2 separate regions of the Zea mays genome follow, and region 1 is linked to region 2. Evidence: chromatin contacts called from public Hi-C data. All regions are on one chromosome and are shown on one strand. The core of a region is the stretch at or near the end of the contact, and the rest is flanking DNA. Distances in the headings are between cores, read along the strand shown.

The links. Hi-C and Micro-C count contacts between places; a contact is called where the count stands out from the background.
Region 1: a contact with region 2 is called in a Hi-C map of ear, with 2.9 times the contacts expected there. The contact joins the promoter of LOC100192678 here to the promoter of LOC100191893 in region 2. A contact is called at or near these places in 16 of 25 Hi-C or Micro-C datasets (bundle sheath, ear, endosperm and 6 more) and 1 of 3 datasets of contacts at active chromatin or transcription factors (seedling).

What each region holds. Positions count from the first base shown.
Region 1 is chr5:67,387,672-67,390,624 of Zm-B73-REFERENCE-NAM-5.0, reverse strand. LOC100192678 reads right to left here and starts at 1,496. Exons shown (of 1, transcript NM_001137885.1): 1 at 299-1,496. The coding sequence starts at 1,471. The coding sequence ends at 914.
Region 2 is chr5:67,192,606-67,195,554 of Zm-B73-REFERENCE-NAM-5.0, reverse strand. LOC100191893 reads left to right here and starts at 1,408. Exons shown (of 12, transcript NM_001137317.2): 1 at 1,408-1,725; 2 at 1,863-2,048; 3 at 2,443-2,526; 4 at 2,630-2,748; 5 at 2,880-2,949. The coding sequence starts at 1,630.

The sequences.
Region 1 (2,953 bases), core at 247-2,746, 190 kb before region 2:
TCTGTTCCTTTGGGTGAGGCAGAGATTGATTTCAAACAAATAAAAGAGGTTCTTTTTTAAAAAATAATATGAGACGACCGTTAAAACTAGTGTTTTAATATAATAAAAATAAAAAGTTCGTCTGCCATCTACTGCGGTTTAGCTGTGCCATCGACTGCGGCTTTAGCTGCTGCAGAACCCGGAAGCAGCAGTGCAGCACAGCGCTGGCTCTTCTTTCTTGTAACGAGGGCTTTTTTTTTTCTTGTACAATCGTGCATTCCCACCATGTTGATTTTCAAGAAAGATGCTTGCTCTTTTTCATTCACTTGTATTAATCGATTCAACCACACGTTCCATACAAGAAAAAAAAAGGTCATATTGCATTGTATTGCAAGATATTGTTTGAGCTTCTTGTCAGCATAAAAAGCTAGAAGCTAATACATCATTCAAAACTCAAAAGTTATCATTAGCCCTCCTCCCCTCGCTTGCTAGTTGCTACAAAGCTCCTCACGGTTATAACCAGCGGCCATGGTAGTTGAGCTCTGATATGCACGATGACAGCGCCTCCCTCACCATCTTGTTGTCTGCTTCCACATACAGCACATCTTCGAACAAGCTCTTCGCCTGCTCCAGAAGCCTTATCTTCTCACCGTTGCTCCGAGGCCGCAGATGGGAGCGCTGCTGCAACGCAGTGCCCCATCTGTAGAGAGCTGCAACAGTTCGTCGTCACTAATAATACTAAAAACACATGGTTAACGACAGAGCATTCTTGTCAAACCAAACCTTCTGGAGCATAAGTGTTGCTCCTCGACAACATGGCGTCGAACTTGTCGATTGCAGCTAGATACACCCGGTCAGCGTCGGCTGCTGCTTCCTGCAGCATGATGATGTATCGATTATATAAGCAGCTTGAGTTCCTAGAGCAAAGATTTCATCATACCGGTCCGATGTCAGCGAGCAATTGTGCCCGGAAAATAAGTGCCAGCCCCCAGTTGTACAATGCCTTGGCGTCACCTGAATCGATGGAGAGGGCCATCCTGTAGCTTCTGCCGGCCTCGACAAGGAGGCTCTCGCATTCCTCGCATACATCCACAAGAGCGGATGAGATGCTCTCTCTGCTTACCATCCTCCTGTCTACCTTCCTGGACCGTGGAGCACGCTCTCTTCCGTTCAGAAAGGCGCCGCTGCTGGCCAAGAGTGTCCTCAGCTCGCGACTAACCTTGAGCTTGAGCTCTCCGTGGAGGAGGTACGTGTTCCCTAGCTGACCCACTGCTACCAGGCTTGTTGGCCTCAAAGCCACAGCTGTGGAAAGGAGCCTAGCTGATTTGTACAGCAGTGCGTCTGCGGTCTCTTCGTCAGCCATGGATGCCCTGGCCTTCCTCAGGATCTCCGCAGCTTCCTTGACGTTTCGGCTAAACTCCTCGCCATCTGAATCAGCAGCACTGGCGGCGCTTTCATCGTCACCATATACAGGAGGATGCGCTTCGCTCATCACACCGATCTTGAGCCTGTAGGACCTGTCCCGGATTTCAAGCGTCCTCTCCAGCAAAGATGATGACTCGTCGGAAAACCTGCCTTCAAACGGGGGGCCATCAGGGTCACGCCGATGCCTGTGCTTGGACACCAGTCTCTCCAGCGTGGCCTGAGCACCGGTCCCTGCATCCTTGGATCCATTGTCATCCTCGTCAAACTGCAACATGCCAAGCGGCCTTCCATTTGCATCATCGACTGCAGATGGATCAAATGCAAAAGGCTGCTGTTGCAGAGTAGAGTCCACGGGCTTATTGCTCCCAATTTCCTGTTGCTGTTGAGCAGCCCGGTTGTTGGGATTGGCCGCGGCTTGAACATCTGAACTGTTGTTGCCTTTTGCAGGCTTCTTCCTTGGCGGGCTGAGGCTGAGGTCCCGCACGGCGTGGCGAGCCCAGGCACCGAGATAGTCGGCGACCTCCCCGAGCGGTCCGAGCGCGTCTGACATGGTGCGGCCGGTGTCGCCCTGTTCGGCGGCCACTGTGGCGGCGTCGGCGACAGCATCCCGCAGGCGATCGACGGCCTGGACGAGGAGACCCGGGTGGGCGTCGGAGACCAGCTGCTCCCTCAAGGCGCGGGCATGGGCGTCGAGATCGGCGAGGAGGGCGGAGAGGCGGCCGGGGGACTGTGCCTGCGCTGAGGAGGACAGGTGCCTGGCTGCGAATCCAGCGGTAAAGGCGGCCGCGAGGAGGGGGAGGGGAGGTAGGCGGGCGAGGGAGAGGGAGAGGGCGATGGCGGCGGCGGGGAGGAGGACGAGGAGGCCATGCGTGGTGGGCTGCAGCGGGAAGGATAGGGGGAAGGGAAAAGGGGTGTCGGGCGCCGCGGCGAGGTCGGCCCAGCCGTTGTACGCCGATGCCGACGCCGACGGGGAGGAGGACGCAGAAGGAGATCGGAGACAGCTGAGGCGAGGCGGGATGGACGTGGGTGGAAGCGACCTCCTCGTCCTCAACGGCAAGAAGAGGGGCCGTGTGGCGAGGAGGCTCCGGCTAGAAGGGGAGGAACTTGCAGCCATCGGACAGGAGGATAGGACTGGAGAGGACGGGGATGCACATGCACACCAGGCTCCAAGTGAAAGACCATCTGCTACTGCTCCTCCAATCCAACCAAGTGAATTGCTTCAAACCAAATATCTCCAATTTCGAATCATATAGCACTCTAGCCTTATTTCAAATCAAATTTATCCAACTTTAAAGCATAATCTTATATAAGAAAACAGACCAGCATCTAATAAACCTTCCATAAAATAGGACGTATAGATGTTGATATACTTTTTAACATTTGGTCTAAGTAAAAGAGGCTTGGCTCAAAGCAAAGATAAAATGATCCATAAGTTGGAATAAAGCAAGCAGAATTTGCGAGATTTATCAAATCTTATTTAAAAACAAGAAAAAACATCAAATTACAACCAGTCAGGGTGCATCTTGAATGAACAAATTCAACAAGAGAG
Region 2 (2,949 bases), core at 159-2,658:
AATTACAGTTATCAAATCTAGTCTAACTATAAAACTGTAATTATAAAGACTAAGTTTAAACGAAGGCCTAAATAAATTATATTTAATCCTAATATGTATATTTAGTTTATAATTAAATTATATTTAATACTTCTACTAGACAAGTATATATGAAACAGGGCCTAAATAAAATATTGCATTGGTGTATATATGGAACTCTTCTTTCTTTCTCTGGGTATGGTTTGAGGGAGACGAAGGGTGAGAATTGGTCGGAGCTAGCAAGTAGGGCCAGATGAAATACTCGTCGGTTTGGCTCGGTACCTTTGAAATTTTTTACGAGCTAAGCTAATATACCGGCTCGATTTGTTAATGAACCAACTTTGTTTGTTAACGAGCCGACTCATGAGCTAACGTGTATATGAATTATGAATTTGTAATGAATTGATGAGTAGTGAGCCGTGTTAACTTGGTGTTGAATTGATGTGGTTGTGTTAACTTGGTGTTGAATTGATGTGGTCCGTAAAATCGTGAGCTATAGTTACTATTTTTGTTGTTAAACTGATTTGAAATTAACTAGAAATTGATTTTTATATGCATACGGTTTGAACTCAACAAACTGAGCCGATTTAACTCTCTGAATCGGTTTCTTAGCAAGCCAACTCAAACTCGCAAGATCCAAGCCGGTCTGAATCAATATTTAGTTCTACTAGCAAGCATGACCATGCGTGCGGCCGAAGAGAAAGAGAGTGGACCGAAGTGGGGCAAGGACGGAGTAGACGCGAGTAGGGAGAGCTGATGAGGGCGGGTGGGGCACGGCTGGTTGATGCAAGCGAGCGAAGTAAACGATGTTAGGAAGTAGAGTTCGTAAATGAAAAATAACGAATCGGTATATATCTAATAAGTGTTGGTAGAGATATATCGGCTCCATTAAACTTCTTTAACAAGCTTGGCGAATCTAGTCACTACATTTGTTTGTATTGGGTGAATCTAGACTTGGTGGATCTGAAACGTTTAACCAACTTTTTTGTAGAGTAAAATTGTTTTCGATTTTAGTTGGTGAAGTTGTCTGAAACATAATCTAACAACTGACAATATAAAGGAAGAAATGGTTTAGGATTATAGATCTATATTAAAAATGAATTGCCTAATTTTCTGTCCCTTCCTTTATGGCGTAAGGATCGTTTTAGATAGTAAATAGTAGTAGAGTTGAGTTTAAAATAGTAAATACGATAGAGAATGACATAGCCCATGATACAAATGGTAGTGACAAGGGAGTGATCGCTTTCCCTTTTCTTTTTTCTTCCTCTGAATCTGAATACGATATCAGAAAAGCAAACGATGATAACATTGTTGTTAGTAGGTACAGTGCGTACTAGTGGTTTTGGTGTTTGGGCAGTTTGGCAGAGGGTAGGGTTCATTTCACTCATCACGGACCGACCGGCGACCGCACCCAATGCAAGCAATTTTTGCGGACAGGGGGACCTTCCTCTTCTTCTTCCTCGTCCCCGGCCCCTGCCCCTCTCCCCTGCGGAGACGGAGCGCCACCTTCCTCACCTTCTAGAAAGAACTAGAACCCTCCCTCCAGAACCTTGAAGACCAGCCCAGACCAGACCAGCCCCGAAGCTCTCCGCCGGCCCCGCCCTTGACGACATGAAGCACCAGCCGCCGCGCCGCTGGGGCGTCGTGGCGGCGGTCGTCGCACTCGTCCTCCTCGCCTGCCTCCAGATCCAGTACCACCACCTCAAGGTCGCCCTCTTCCCTCCCTCCCTCCTCCGTCCACGCCCGTCTTTCCATTTTTAGCTCTCTCTCTCGCTTATTTCTTCACCCTCGCCCGCTGCTCTCAACCCGGGGATAATACACATGCTGCTGTATCTTATCTTCAGGTGGATCTCGGCAAGGCCGGCTTTGCCTCTGCCACGCAAGAGAATAACGCGATCCGCAGCCGCAATCGCATTCGCTGGGGCCCCGACAGGAACGGCGCCCACTCCTTGCCGCGCGGGATTGTCCACCGCCACTCCGACATGTCCCTCCGCCCGCTCTGGGAGGACGACACTGCTTCCACCCACAAGGTACTATACCCACAGTCTTTCGCTTTCTGGTTTCTGCTTTTGGTTGCTCACTGCTTCTAACAGATCAGTTCATGCTTCGCTCGCGACGAATTATCGCTACTTGCATATGGCAACGGTAATCGTCTGGTCAATCGATAGCAAATAAAGAATACAAGGCGATAGGTCACCGGTAGAAGCTGAAGCATGTCGTTGAGTCACCGCTACCGTCTTGTTCAAACCATTCTCAATTTCAACAAACAAACAAACAAACAAACCATCCTCAACTAAAGATCCCGTTCATCCATGATCCATGTACATATAACATGATGTGCCGGTTACTCGTTGGACTACTAGTTGTTCTCACATCTTGTTATCTGTTCTGCCTACTTCATTTCCTTCCATACTCTGCGCGCAGAATAAAAACAGTGACTACAGTGCTCTCCTCGCCATGGCAGTCGGCATCTCCCAAATAAAAAACATTGACACTATGGCCCGTAAGGTCTGCATGCTTCTCCTTTCTCTTACGCTTAGCTGACCATGTTGTTCAGTAAAAGAGAATAGAGCTTCACTAAATACGATCTGTTACCGTTTGCTTTCTTCAGTTTCTGAAGGAAAACTATGCAGTCATGCTCTTCCATTATGATGGAAATGTAGATGGATGGCGTCATCTTGAGTGGAGTGATAAGGCCATACACATCCTTGCTCACAACCAAACAAAATGGTAAACTTTATGAAAGTACATTGATCTGTTATATATGGTAGCTGCAAGTTCGACAGCCCTTATGCGCAGCTGTTAGTCTTCCATCATATTCTGTCACATCTCAGAAGAATGAACTCATGTCCCTTCTTCAGGTGGTTTGCTAAGCGTTTTCTGCATCCTGATGTCATGGCTATCTATGATTTCATTTTTCTATGGGATGAA